Regions from separate parts of the Mus musculus genome. Here regions 1 and 3 are each linked to region 2. A link is a contact called in public promoter capture Hi-C data. All regions are on one chromosome and are shown on one strand. The core of a region is the stretch at or near the end of the contact, and the rest is flanking DNA. Distances in the headings are between cores, read along the strand shown.

The links. Promoter capture Hi-C pulls out the DNA fragments that hold promoters and counts their contacts.
Region 1: a promoter capture Hi-C map of liver shows a contact between it and region 2, with 5 times the contacts expected there. The contact joins the promoter of Vdac2 here to the promoter of Rtraf in region 2. A contact is called at or near these places in 6 of 39 promoter capture datasets (the C10 cell line, fetal liver, hippocampal neurons and 2 more) and 1 of 484 Hi-C or Micro-C datasets (CD4 T cells).
Region 3: a contact with region 2 is called in a promoter capture Hi-C map of pre-B cells, with 6 times the contacts expected there. The contact joins the promoter of Comtd1 here to the promoter of Rtraf in region 2. A contact is called at or near these places in 2 of 39 promoter capture datasets (liver and pre-B cells), 1 of 115 datasets of contacts at active chromatin or transcription factors (large pre-B cells) and 1 of 9 other capture datasets (liver).

Annotation. Positions count from the first base shown.
Region 1 is chr14:21,828,708-21,832,917 of GRCm38.p6, reverse strand. Vdac2 (voltage-dependent anion channel 2) reads right to left here and starts at 1,357. Exons shown (of 10, transcript NM_011695.2): 1 at 1,251-1,357; 2 at 1,009-1,067; 3 at 1-34. The coding sequence starts at 1,042.
Region 2 is chr14:19,821,308-19,825,935 of GRCm38.p6, reverse strand. Rtraf (RNA transcription, translation and transport factor) reads left to right here and starts at 2,113. Exons shown (of 8, transcript NM_026528.3): 1 at 2,113-2,267; 2 at 3,246-3,370. The coding sequence starts at 2,207.
Region 3 is chr14:21,846,495-21,850,731 of GRCm38.p6, reverse strand. Comtd1 (catechol-O-methyltransferase domain containing 1) reads left to right here and starts at 1,822. Exons shown (of 7, transcript NM_026965.2): 1 at 1,822-1,953; 2 at 2,064-2,191; 3 at 2,417-2,522; 4 at 2,612-2,730; 5 at 2,805-2,859; 6 at 2,985-3,118; 7 at 3,305-4,237. The coding sequence starts at 1,860. The coding sequence ends at 3,457. It overlaps A430057M04Rik (RIKEN cDNA A430057M04 gene), which reads right to left and starts at 3,154. Exons shown (of 3, transcript NM_176925.3): 1 at 1,653-3,154; 2 at 995-1,098. The coding sequence starts at 1,861.

The sequences.
Region 1 (4,210 bases), core at 108-2,607, 2.0 Mb before region 2:
CCGAGGTCAGCATAGGGTGGAGGGATACACATCGCTAGTCAAAAGAAACATTCTACAGTTAATGTGAGCTACTACTAGGACCTACTGCTAACATTTACATTCAAGCAGTTCAACCGGAGTGGGTTTTGATGCCACTAGAACTTCAATAAATGTTATTCTAAAGTAGCCACCCATAACAAAAACTTATTTCTAAATAGCTATGTGGTAATACAAACCTGGGACATTTCTACCAAGTTTTAAGAATGGGGGAAGCCTTTCTAATTCCTAAACATAAGTGTCTACTGCCTACACAGTTGCCAAAACTCAAGGTGACTGATTTAACGGAGATAAAAACCAAAATTTAAGCTTAGGCGTTCTCCCCTAACAAACCTTTGGGAAGGACTTCCAAAATCAAAACCAACACTCTGGGAACTGGCACAATTGAGACACGGGCAAAAAATACAACCATCTATGTCTACAGCAACTAAATATCAAATGGCACTTTAAACACATTACTACGGTCCCCCAAGTCCTCCGACAACGTGAGGCTTAAGGGCAAGGAATCCGAGCTCCAGGAGCAGCTCATTCATTCTCCAGTGCACATCCACGCCCTTAGGAACACGTGTAATGACCTTGTAGTGCACTCGACCTGTGCAGGCAGACAGCGAACTACTTCCTCTTGCAAAGTGACTGCTCTAACTCTCCGCCCCCCCCCCCCGAACCCCAAGATGGAATTCAACAACTAAGTGTTTTGCTTTCGGATTTGTAAGTAACATATCCAAAAGCCAAGGGTGGGTGCGGCCAAGGACCAACGCCCCAGGCGCGAGCCCCCCTATCTGCAACCCAACAGCCCAGCACCACGTCCGTCAACAGAGTGGCAGTGTAAGACTTAGGGGGCGCGCAAAGAAGCAAACTTTCCAAGTCTTTGCAGGCATCATGTGGGCCACGGCGGAACAAGGTATGGTTCTCTAAAGAGGAACAGCACAGCCCCCATGGCCCCATCGCGCAAACACCTCTTGTGCTACTTACGCCGTGGGCATACCGGTACACAGCACTCAGCCATGGCGAAGTCGCGGGGAAAAGGTGATCTGTGAAAGGGACAAGAAGTGCGGTCAGGGGACAGTCAAAGGGTCCCCTGGGGAGCTCGGACATTAGAGAAAGGGGCCGGGGCCGCTGCGGCCATCTTAGGGGACCAGGGCCGCCCTGAGTTCACTCAGGCTGCCGGCCCGCCCTAAGGCCCCAGAGTCGGCAAGAGGCGGGCACCATAGTACCTGCGGGTGTCCTGAGGGGCGCTGCCGCCACCGCTCGGCTCGCAGCTGAGGCCACTCCGCTATCTGAAAGTTGCGCTGCAGCCACCGCGGCTGGAGGGCGAAGTGAAGGAGACACCGTTGCGCCCCGCCGCAAGCCTGGCCTCCCCCAGCCAGGTCCCCGCCGCGGCCGCCCGGGCTGTCTACCGCGCCTGTCCTTGCCGCTCCGCCCGCTGCCCACTCCCACCTGCTCCGGAGTGACCACGTGGGTCGAGAGCACGGCGGTCTCCTTGGGTGAGCGGTCTCGGACCGTCCGGCGGGGACGGGGCGAGCAGGAGCTGCGGGGCCTCGGGTTAGGCAATGTCCAGGACAGCCCCAGAGGCGAGGACCTGGGAACGGCGGAGGCGGCGCAACGGCACCCGCGCGGTCAGGATGGGAGTGGCCACGCGAGTCGCGACGGGGCGGGGCGATGTGCCCCGCAGGGTCACGTGCACCCTCTCAGCCTCCTCCCTGAGTCCCAGCCTGGAGGTCTGAACTTAAGGTCCGGGTTGAGGGGGATGAAACACTCTCCCCAAGTGCAGCCTCCATGCTCTTCCCATCTCGGTTCACCGCCCACCGCCATGTCCTCCCCTGCTGGGACTAGGCTGGGCTCCAAAGGAACAAACTTGAGCCAGTCTCTGGGCATTTCTCTCGGAGCCTCAGGGTTGCGCTCCTGCAGCCTCCGTCTCACCCATATATGGTATGGGTTCACACACGCGCAGAAGCACATCCTGCTCTAGGAAGAGAAGCTTCCCCTGGTTGAGAGGCCTGGAGAGACAAGGGAATAACTGTAGGATTCATGCTGACCAGTCATTAGAATGCTGCTCTCAAGTTCTTTAGATATGCCAGAAGAGGGAGGGAGCAGCCAGTCCTGATGCCTATACCTGTAGTCCCAGATCTGGGCGGCAGAGAAATTACACCAGATTGAGGCTAAACTACAGAGTGAGGCAAAAGGTTAATAAAGATAAGAGACCGCTGGATAGTGGTGGTGCACACCTTTAATCCCAGCACTTGGGAGGCAGAGGCAGGTGGATTTCTGAATTCGAGGCCAGCCTGGTCTACAGAGAGAGTTCCAGGACAGCAAGGGCAATACAGAAAAACCCTGTCTTGAAATAATAATAATAGAGACCAGTTTGAGGCTAAACTACAGGGTGAGGCAAACAGGATAATAAAGATAGAATCGGAGGCTCAGTGAGTAAGAACCCTTATCTTGCTGTGCATGCAAGGGGACCTGAGCTCGGATCCCCAGCACCCAACACCCACATTAAAAGCCAGTAGTAGTTCCAGAAATAGAAACAAGAGGGTCACGGGGGCTCTGTCAACCTGGCCTGCAAACCGTGTTCTCTAAATTCTGTAAAAGGTGAAGAGCAGTAGACACTGTTCAAAACACACACACACACACACGTCAGCCATACAGAAGATTTAAAATGGAGACAACTGACACTTCAGCTCAATAAACTCAAATAATTTAGCCTGTGGACCTCAATTCCCTCATCTCTAAGATGCTGTTTAATAATCTTCAATAGACATACAGTTGGACTGAGAGCAAAGACACCCACACATATGCACTCATGACTCAATCGTCTCTGAACTCTTCCTCTACTCAAGTACTGTTAAGTCATCACTCTCCTCCTAAGCCGGAGGAAAGATGGCTAGGTGGGCTCCCCCCAATCCAACACCCAAGTTTAAAGTTACACTCTGGTATGTTTCTCTCCCAGGAGCAAGGCTAGCCAGCAACCTCACCTGCTCACAGCTGGAATTGTGTTGTAAAAAGTGAAATGGGAAGAGTCTTTGTGTGTATGAGATCGGGCTCCAGCACCTGACTCATCCCTTCATCCAAGCTCAGGCAGGTTGGTCTGCCATGGACCTGGCCCACGGGAGACAGTCTGCCCCAGCTGTGTGATGCTTGTGGTAGAGTTTGGCCTCCTCAGCACTGCCTTCCAGAAAAACTCAGCCTGCTAAATTAGTTACCTCAATTGCCTATAGCAGGGCTTATTCCTATTCTGTATTACCTGTCACAAGTTTTGATCTCCAGAGACATCATTTTCTGACACAAAAGTCGGAAGCTTTACTCTGTAAAGTATGTGGGTGGTGCTTAATGGCCACTGGGGACAAACTCCAGCCTAAGCAAAGAATTACAGGGGTGGGAAAGATGGTGACTCCTTCCCATCATAAAGACACAGCTGACACTCCTATGTAAAAGGCAGGTTAGCAAGAGAAATGTATAATTCATTTATTTGATCATGATTTTATATGATATACAAGCCACCAAACTGAAGAGCCCAAACATCCAAGGTGAATTATTGATTTTTATTTTTGAATTATTGATTTTTGTGCTTAGGTTGACTGAAGCATGGACAGCCAGATAGGAATATAAATGAACAAAAAGAGTATAATCTTTATAACAGAATGAGTAAGGATCCCACAGGGTCTGTCCAGGTAGCCCATCCTCCCAGCTATGGATAAGAACTCCTTCTAAAAAGAAGGGGGTGGTCTTCTTGGTGTAATGCTGGGAATTGAACTAATGTAAGACCAGCATTACACCACTGAGCTATAACTCCGATCCCCTTTTTAACTCTACAAAACCAGGTCTCTCACTAAATTGCCCAGGAAAGCCTTGAACTTTTCATCTTCCTCTTTCAGCCACCACCACCATCCTGCCCCAAGTAGCTGATATTATAGGCCTGCACCACCAAACCCCACTAACATGGAGGTCTTGAACTGGGAAGATGGCTCAATAAAGTCCTTGCTGTGTAAATCAGGAGTTCGGATCTCCAGAACCCACATAAAAGCTGGGCAAGGTGTGGCAGCCCAAGCAGGACTCAGGCAGCCCAGCACTCAGGAGACAGACATGGTATTCCTGGGGCAAGATGGCTAGCTTAATTAGGTGAAATTGGCAAGCTCTGGATTCAGTGAGAGATTCTGCCTCAGTGAATTAGAGAGCC
Region 2 (4,628 bases), core at 864-3,363:
TCCTGATTCATTTGGTATGAAACTTAACTGGGAAAACATGAATTGTCTCTGAGAGCCCGTTTAAAACTGCACTCGATCCTGCGGAACGTTCAAAGCTTCTCATTATGCATGTGTCCCTTTCTGGCTCCAGACTAGAAGCGTCTAATCTAAGCATCTGTGTTGATTATTACATTTAAACCTCCTGAAATTAGACACTACAGCTTCTTCATTTGTATGCCCCACAGATGCAAACACTGTTTAATTACCGGCTCCTGAACTAAAATGAAACGTACAGTTGGCTTAGCTCCAAGAGATTCAATAACGCCCCTCAGCTTGCCATGAAAGGCCTTTCTTGATCAAGCGCCTGCCTTTGTCCACAGTCTCGCCAGCTGTCACCACCTCCCTCCAGCTTCCATAAGTGTTTCCCTCTCGGCCCTATTGTTCATTTCTTGCCTTTGTGCATCTGTTTCCAGCAAAATCAGTTATCATTTTGACTGCGAGTGAACTCCTCACTATCTCCAAGCCACTGTTTCTCTCTTTTGTCCCTCCCACCCTCCCTTTTTGGTCTTTTAAATGGAATCAAAGTAGACAGCCAGTCTGTCCTGCTCATCACTGCTCGCCTGTATCTGGAAAACAATTTGTAACGGAATGGGAAGGGTCTTAAATCCAGTAGGAGCATTTGATTGTCTCTAGAGCACAGCAGGCAGTTCCTGAGGCAGGCAAGCATGGGAGAGAGGATAGCTTGGAACCCCAATTTGTTTCTGGTTATTCACATAGCCCCTCTTACAATGATGCTCTTGGCAGCCTTGTTCCTTCATTGGTAAGTCACACACACACACACACACACATACACACACACACACACACAACCAAAAATTCTCCAAACAATTTACCTGGCACCTCGGAACTCCCTTAACCTCCCCAGATTATATATACTTCTACCTCTAAATAATAATGTTTCTTCACCCCTAGTACCAATCACACCTACACAGTTTTTATTCAAGTATATTCCCAATGTATGGGGTATAAAGATTAGAAGGGTCAAGATGGCCTGAACTTGCTTGGGGTATAGGCACAATTAAGGGGAAACTATGTCCTCTAATAAGCTTTTAAGAAGAATCTCTTATTTACTCTCATATGCCTGTGCATGTGATTAAAGCCAGATGCATTATTGGAAGGGACGTGAGCAGTATTGAAATGATCGTATAACCTGATCTATCAATTGAAATAAAGGATCATTCACATTAGTAACCAGCGCCTCCTTTTTCTTGACCGGTGAAGAGACCCAGGCTGTAGCCTGAGGTACTTGGTACTTTTGCTCGCGTTGCCTGCTGTCATTCTGTAACTTTGCACTATAGCATTGCTTCAAATAAAACTATTTTGCTTTTGCATATTTGGATAAGAGGCCAAAAACCTGGAAGCATGCAACTTAGATCATAAGCACCGACAGCTTTGCTAAAAGATAAGAAGAAAGTTTTAAATGGGCGCTTTAGATTATCAGTCGCGTTACAGAGTGGGGAAAATACATCAGGAAAGGCAAGAAAGGATGAGAGAGAAGAGATGGCAGGACTTAGTGGCCCACTGAAGGTAGTGACTGAGAGGTTTGAGGAGAAGGAAACGCAGGTTCCCGGTTTCTGACTTCACTGTTTGGGGACAAACTGAAATATGGCATGGGGGTTGTATCTAATCTCCACATCACTCCAATTAGTCCGAAAGAATATCCTGCAGGGACCTTTCTTTTCGATCTTTGTATTACCAGCGTTCAAAGACGAGCAATTAATACGCTCAAGATATTAAACAGCAACTCTGAGCCAATAAGAGCTATAGCCGACTCGAGAAAGCGTACAGACATTTTTTTTTTTTTTTTTTTTTTGGTTTTGGTTTTGGGTTTTGGTTTTGCCTACTGTTGCAAGAAAAGGAGTTAGATCCACGAATCGCAGCTTCAGACCTGCTTTCGGTCCATTGTACAACTAGGAAGCTGACAATAAAGTTTATTTGAGCGTCGACGTGCACCGACGTGGCCCCGCCTCCTAAGCAGCAGCGATGATTGGCCAGCGCTTGCGGGCTGCGGGCGTTCCTAAGCCGCGATTGGCTCCGTCCGCCGTCCGTCGGAGCGTCGGTCACCGCCCCGCCCCTTCGCCGCGTCGCCGGTGCCTGCGCTGCCCGCCTCACCTCGCTTCTCCTGTCCCGGCGGAGGCCCGGGCGGCCAGCGCGAGCAGCGGGGACCATGTTCCGACGCAAGCTCACGGCCCTGGATTACCACAACCCCTCAGGCTTCAACTGCAAAGGTGGGTGGCGGCCGCGGGGTTCGGCGACGGCGCCTCCCCAGCCCGCCCGGACCCGGACCCAGACCCGGCAGCCGCTGCCCTGAGGCGCTCGGCAGGCTTCCCGGCCCCCGGGCGGCTCGGCGGGCACCTGCGGGGTAGGGGAGGGGACCGGGGATGCCCTTCGGGGCGCGCAGAAAGTTCGTGGCCGGCTGCCAGGGAAGTGGAACCGTTCAGAAAAAAAGATATTCCAGTCCTGCGGGCCAGTGGGAAACTGAGAGTGAGGCGGGGACCAGGGCCTCATTCCGCTGTGCAGGACGCACCGGTAGAAGCGGGGTGGCAGCGTTTGGTCTCCAGAAGCATATCAGGGTCAGTCCTGGTTTTTACTTGGCTTTTACTTGGCTCAAGATTGCTGGGTGGCGGTAGAGCCGAAATTGGGGGTTGAGACCTCAGTTTTCTGACGAGTAAAATGAGGATCTTTCCTGAGGGTTTTGGGTTTTGGTGTTTGGAGGGGTTGGATCTAAGGAAGCAGGTGCGTCCCGGTAACTGTACACTGTCCCCTAGCTTTCAGTTTTTAATATTTGTATTCAGGGTGCTTTAATCGTTTATTTCTAGTTTATTTTATTCTATTGGCTTGCTTCAAAGTTTTTACCTGCCCAATGCCCCTTAAACTCTAAAGGAACCAGAGTTCTAATAAAACATAGGAAACACTGTGCCCTGCATGTTTAATTCATTCAATACTCAAAACATCCCCACGAAGTAAGTCCCGTTTTCCTCATCTTGTATCTGAAGAATCTGAAGCTTAGAAAGTGTATCCGGTTTTCTGAGGCTCATCCAGAATTTGAGTCTATTGCAGTGAGCCAGGTATCTATGGCTCTGCAGTCTGAACTTTGAGCTCTTGCTGACTTCCCTCGGGGTCAGTTAATGTAGTGTTTGCAGGTTAGAAAGCCACCAAGGATCACAAAGGCTTTTAGTGACTTGATATATGATGTTTCGTTGCAGATGAAACAGAATTTAGAAACTTTATCGTTTGGCTTGAAGACCAGAAAATCAGACACTACAAGATTGAAGACAGAGGTAACTTGAGAAACATCCACAGCAGTGACTGGCCCAAGTTCTTTGAAAAGGTAATGAATCAGGAAGTAGAAGGAAGCACAGAGAACTTTTGTAAACGTTGTATGTTGAGTTGAAAATTCCTATGTTCTTTTAAGATATAATAGTGATCAGTGTGAGTAAAGCTAACTCCATGGATTCAAACTCTGTTGTTTTGATTTTTAAAGCAAATTATATTATCTCCAACCGAGCTGTCAGTATTTGGATTAAACATCATTTTCTAAATGTCACGGCATTCCTTAATAGGATTGTCTACATAATTTGTATGTATGTATGTATGTGTGTGTATGTGTTTATATGTATGTCGGGTATCCGCAGAGGCCAGAAGAGCACAGCACGTCTCTTGGAGCTTTAGTTACATTAGATACGAAAATGCAGCAATATACTTTTGAGTCCTTGTCTTAGTTACATTTCTATTCTGTGAAGAGATACCATGGCTAAAGCAGCTTCTAACAGAGAGCATTTACCCTGAGATTTCCCTACAGTTTCAGAGGGTGAATCAATGACCATCATGTGTGGAGTGTGGCACCAGGCAGGCAGAGCACCGGAGCCATAGCTGAGAACTCGCATCCTTATCTTCAAGGAGGACTCAGAGAGCTCACTGGGAATTGTGGGAAGGGAAAAGATGTGGGGTGGGCATGGCTTTTGAAACCTCGAAGCTCACCGTCAGTGACACACCTCCACCAGCAAGGCCACACCTCCTAATCCTTCCCAAACAGTTCCACCCACTGTGAACCAAACATTCAAATCTATGAGCCATGGGGGCCATTCTCATTCAAACTAGCACATACTCATTAAGAGCATCATTTCCATGCCTGAAACTTGAAACTGTCATGTTTATTCTTGTAGGTGAGGTACAGATGCCCCCTAAAAGCGCTCTGTGGATGATCTTGTGACTAGAATTGTTTCACATTGATTTATTTTAATTTTAGTAATATTCTTTCAGGAGTAATTGTTTCCAAACTCTATAAAAAAAAACCACATTATGTCATTACAGTGTCATCAACAAATGGGAATGACAGTGGCAGCTGTCTCTGTTCTGTTTGTATGTGTGTGTGTGTTTGTGTTTTGGTTTTTTGAGACAGGGTTTTTCTGTGTAGTCCTGGCTGTCCTGGCGCTCACTCTGTAGACCAGGCTGGCCTTGAACTCAGAAATCTGCCTGCCTCTGCCTCCGGAGTGCTGGGATTAAAGGCATGTGCCACCACCACTGCAGCTGTCTCTGTTCTTGTTCACAAGCCACATACCTGATAGGCCTCTCCCATAAATGTTTAC
Region 3 (4,237 bases), core at 573-3,072, 2.0 Mb before region 2:
CAGTGAGCTCGGAGAGATGATCAATTCAGGACTTTCCTTCTCTTGAAAATTGGAACAACACCGCTGCTTCAAGGGATGGCTGGGTGTTGAGCACCTGGTACCCAGCAGGTGCTAAGTAACAGCTTCCGGTTGTCACGTTGTTATCACTGGCCGCAGTGTGGCCCCGTTGTTATCACTGGCCGCAGTGTGGCCCCGCCAGCACGTATTTAGTGCCTGCTGTGTGCTCAGCCCTAAAGGAACTCACATTTCTTCGGGCCTTACCTGGAGAGCATGACTCAAACTCAGAGATATTTTCAGGACTCTCAAGTCATTGAGAGTCAACAAGAAGAAAGAGCTTGTCTAAGGGGCCTGTTCCAGGAGCAGTTAGGAGAAGCAGCTGAGATCCCGCCCTGCCCCTAGAGAAAGTAGGTTCCCCTCCTGTTTGCCTGCACCCTGCACAGATGCTGATAGGTCAAGAAGCCAGTCTACCCTGATTGTGATTGGAGACCTGCCCTCACCTCCGAGGCCCGGGATTCTAGCAGCATTGGCTTCAGTTGGCCAGGTCTAGGGCTCTCTCACTGATCCTGCACCTGTCTGCCTGCCTCCGGAGGGTCTCCGGGCCTGGCCAGTGTTGTTAAGAAACAGACTTCCAGGGCAACCACCTCTGAGGCCCTGTGGACTCCAGCTCTTAAAGACAGCACCAATAGCCTACTAAGCCTGTGTGTGAGGCACACTGTGCGGGTGTTTTCAACCGGAACTCCATCGGGTGTTGTGTGCAGTGAGTGTTGTGAAATATAACTCTGCAAGACAGTATTCTTGGTGGCCCGAGGCAAGGTGCACCCCTGAGAAATTACACTGTGCAACAGTTCTGGTATAAAGGGGGTTTACTGGGAGAAGAGGACTAGAGGCTGGCAAGTGGCTATGTAGACAGACAGATGGGAATGAAGCCAGGGGAGGGGGGAAGGGGGCCAAAGGACTGGAGTGGGGTGGGGGTCTTTTTATCTGTGGCACATACCTGTCGTACGTGGGGGGCGGGGCAGGTGATGCCTTAAGCAATTGCTAGGTCCCTGAGGGCAGGTCAGCAGAGTCTCCTGTGAGCGAAGTCTAGAAAGGATTTCACTGTAGAAAAAAGAGGGACAGTAACACTTGAACTGCATTCCAGTTGTACCTGTCCAGTTGTTTCCAAGTCATAAACTACCACAGTCTTTTGCTTCCACCAGAGTTCAGCATATAGTAGATATTCAATAAATGTCTAGGGAACACCGGTCTAGCAGATAGCCTTGCAAGGGGAACTCAGCTGCTGCCTGCCAAGATGCTACCGCTTCCCAAGGAACCCTCTCTAGCCAATGACCATAACAGCAAGTACCACTATTGAGCACCTACTATGCGAGGAATCCCGTGCCTATCGTAGTAAGGCTGTAATACCTGCTTTACAGAAAAGAAACAGACTCGGAAAGACGGACCGTCACACAAAAAAGCTACACCCAGCATCCCAGCCACTAAGGATACTGTCTTGGAAACCAGGTGACTCTAAACCAGGTTCTTGGTTCCTTTAACTTGGGCACCCCTCCAGCAAGCATTCCCGAGTCTCTTTGGATTCCTCCATTAGCCACACTCACTTTATCCCCTCTCCCCATGCTCACAAGAGCCCTGGTGCAGAGATGACTCCATACCCCGACGCAGTTCCGCATGCAGCCACCGGGTGGCGAGATGTTCTCAGCCTGACCTTGCAATACGGCCATGTGTCACCAGATGGTGCCCGAGGACGCGGCTCTGTGGGCAGGGCCCGGACAAGGTGGAGCCCTGTCGGCTTACTGGTCCCAGTCCCATCCTCGCTACTCCAGCACACGTGACCTCCGCCGCCGCTGCTAACCTGCACCATGGCTCAGCCCGTCCCTCGGCTATCTATCCCAGCCGCACTGGCCCTGGGCTCGGCCGCGCTGGGCGCCGCCTTCGCTACTGGTCTCTTGCTGGGTGAGCTGGGCTGGGCTGCTGCAGTCCGGGGAATGGGAGGAGGGCGCGGAGAAGAGCCGGAGAACCCGGTCAGAAATGCAGGCCCTGACTCGGCACCCTCTCCCCGGCAGGGAAACGGTGGCCTCCATGGGGGTCCAGGCGGCAAGAGCGCCTGCTGCCACCTGAGGACAATCCCCTGTGGCAGTATCTGCTGAGCCGCTCCATGAGAGAGCACCCGGCGCTGCGGAGCCTGCGACTGGTCAGTAGGACTGGGACCGAGAACCGGCTCCCCACTTCCAGCGTGGTGGACCTCACGTGGCTGTGTGACCTTGAGCTAGGCAGAAACCCTCTCTGGGCTTCCGGGTTCCCTGAGACCTGTCCCCTCTAGGCCACACCCGCCACCGAGCCCCTGAATGATTCAAAACCTCAGGGGGGAGGTGGGGGGGGTGACTGGTATGAATGGCACCTCCCTCTCCCCACACAGCTGACCCTGGAGCAGCCGCAGGGGGATTCCATGATGACCTGTGAACAGGCCCAGCTTCTGGCCAACCTGGCGCGGCTCATTAAGGCCAAGAAAGCTCTGGATCTGGGTAGGAACACGCAGCCATGGTCTCTGGAAACCAGGGTCACAGGGCAGCCCTGCACCCTGAACTGAGCTTGACAGTGTCCCCTTCCACAGGTACTTTCACGGGCTACTCGGCCCTGGCCCTAGCCTTGGCGCTTCCGGAGGCTGGCCGCGTGGTGACCTGCGAGGTTGACGCAGAGCCCCCGAAGCTGGGACGGCCCATGTGGAAGCAGGTGAGAGCCCCACACCTGCGGCCGTTCGGGCTCCGGCTCGGGGGCGTGCCGGCCTGACCGGCCTCCTTCCGCAGGCAGAAGTGGAGCAGAAGATCGACCTTCGGCTGCAGCCCGCCCTGCAGACATTGGGTGAGCACCAGTGCGGGAGGGACCCAGACAGCACTGTCCAACCCCGGGGAACAAAACTGGCGACCCTGAGCAGCCCGCTGAGACCCTAGCTCAGCCAGCGGCACATGCCCTCTGTCCCTGTTAAGATGAGCTCCTAGCGGCGGGCGAGGCCGGAACCTTCGACATAGCCGTGGTGGACGCGGACAAAGAGAACTGTACCGCCTACTACGAGCGCTGTCTGCAGCTCCTACGTCCCGGAGGCGTGCTCGCTGTACTCAGAGTAAGGACTAGCTAAGGCAAAACTGCTGCTTCTTGTGGCTGGGTACCCACTCTTCTCAGCTCTTCCCACCCCACCCCCCAGCCCCGCCCCAAAGCCCACCCAGAGTATCATAGGTCCCGCCCCTCCTGGCTAAAGCTCTGGGTCGGCTACCCCCCACTTCCGACGGCCCCGCCCCTCCATCTGTAGGTCCTGTGGCGCGGAGAAGTGCTGCAGCCTCAGCCCAGGAACAAGACTGTTGAATGTGTGCGGAACCTGAACGAACGCATCCTGAGGGACGCCAGGGTCTACATCAGCCTCCTGCCCCTGGATGATGGCCTCTCCTTGGCCTTTAAGATCTAGGGTTAACACGAAGCTTAGGGCCTGGGTGTGAGAACCTAAGACCCCCAGCCAGTGACCTGACTTTTAAACCTGACAATAAAGGTACTGGACACGCGACCTTCTGAGCATCCTCTTCCAGCGTTCACTTGGTGGAGGGTTCCCTCCCTGCAGGTCTCCCTGGCACCAAGGCTTGTGGCCTTATCTGACCGCATAGTTTTAATAAATTGTCCTAGCTGTACTCACTGAGTAGAGTTCCAACAGGCTTGGATATAAGGGAAGACCCTATCTGTCTCTGGCCTCCCAGCCACATGCCACAGAGATGTCGAGATAGGGCCTTTTATAGCTGGCAGTCTACTCATGTTTTCACAGGGCTGAAGCCTCCCCAGCCTAACTTGTGTGCAGTGGAAGCCCAGACTACAGGACCTAAGGTTGGCTGGCATTTCTATCTGCTCCCTCATCCCCTTAAGTCCTAAGGGAGGAGACTGATGGCCAAGGTGCAAAGCAGACAGAGTGGGAAGCCAACCTCATTCAAGAAACCTCAGGAACTTGAAGCTTTTGCAGCACTGTCCTTTTGGGGGACACTATAAGGAGCCAACCTTTATTGACCTGAGGCCTGGTGCTTTGCTGCTCTAGAAGAAAGGTAAAGTTCTTTGTACTGAGGCAGAAAGGACAGTTTCTGGGACACCACAGGTTTGCCACTCTGGGGTAAGAAAGGCCCAAGTGATGTGCACTTAGCAGCTGCTACAAGTACAGATGTGTGAGCCCACAACTGAGTCCCTGCCACACACCACCAACCCTCTG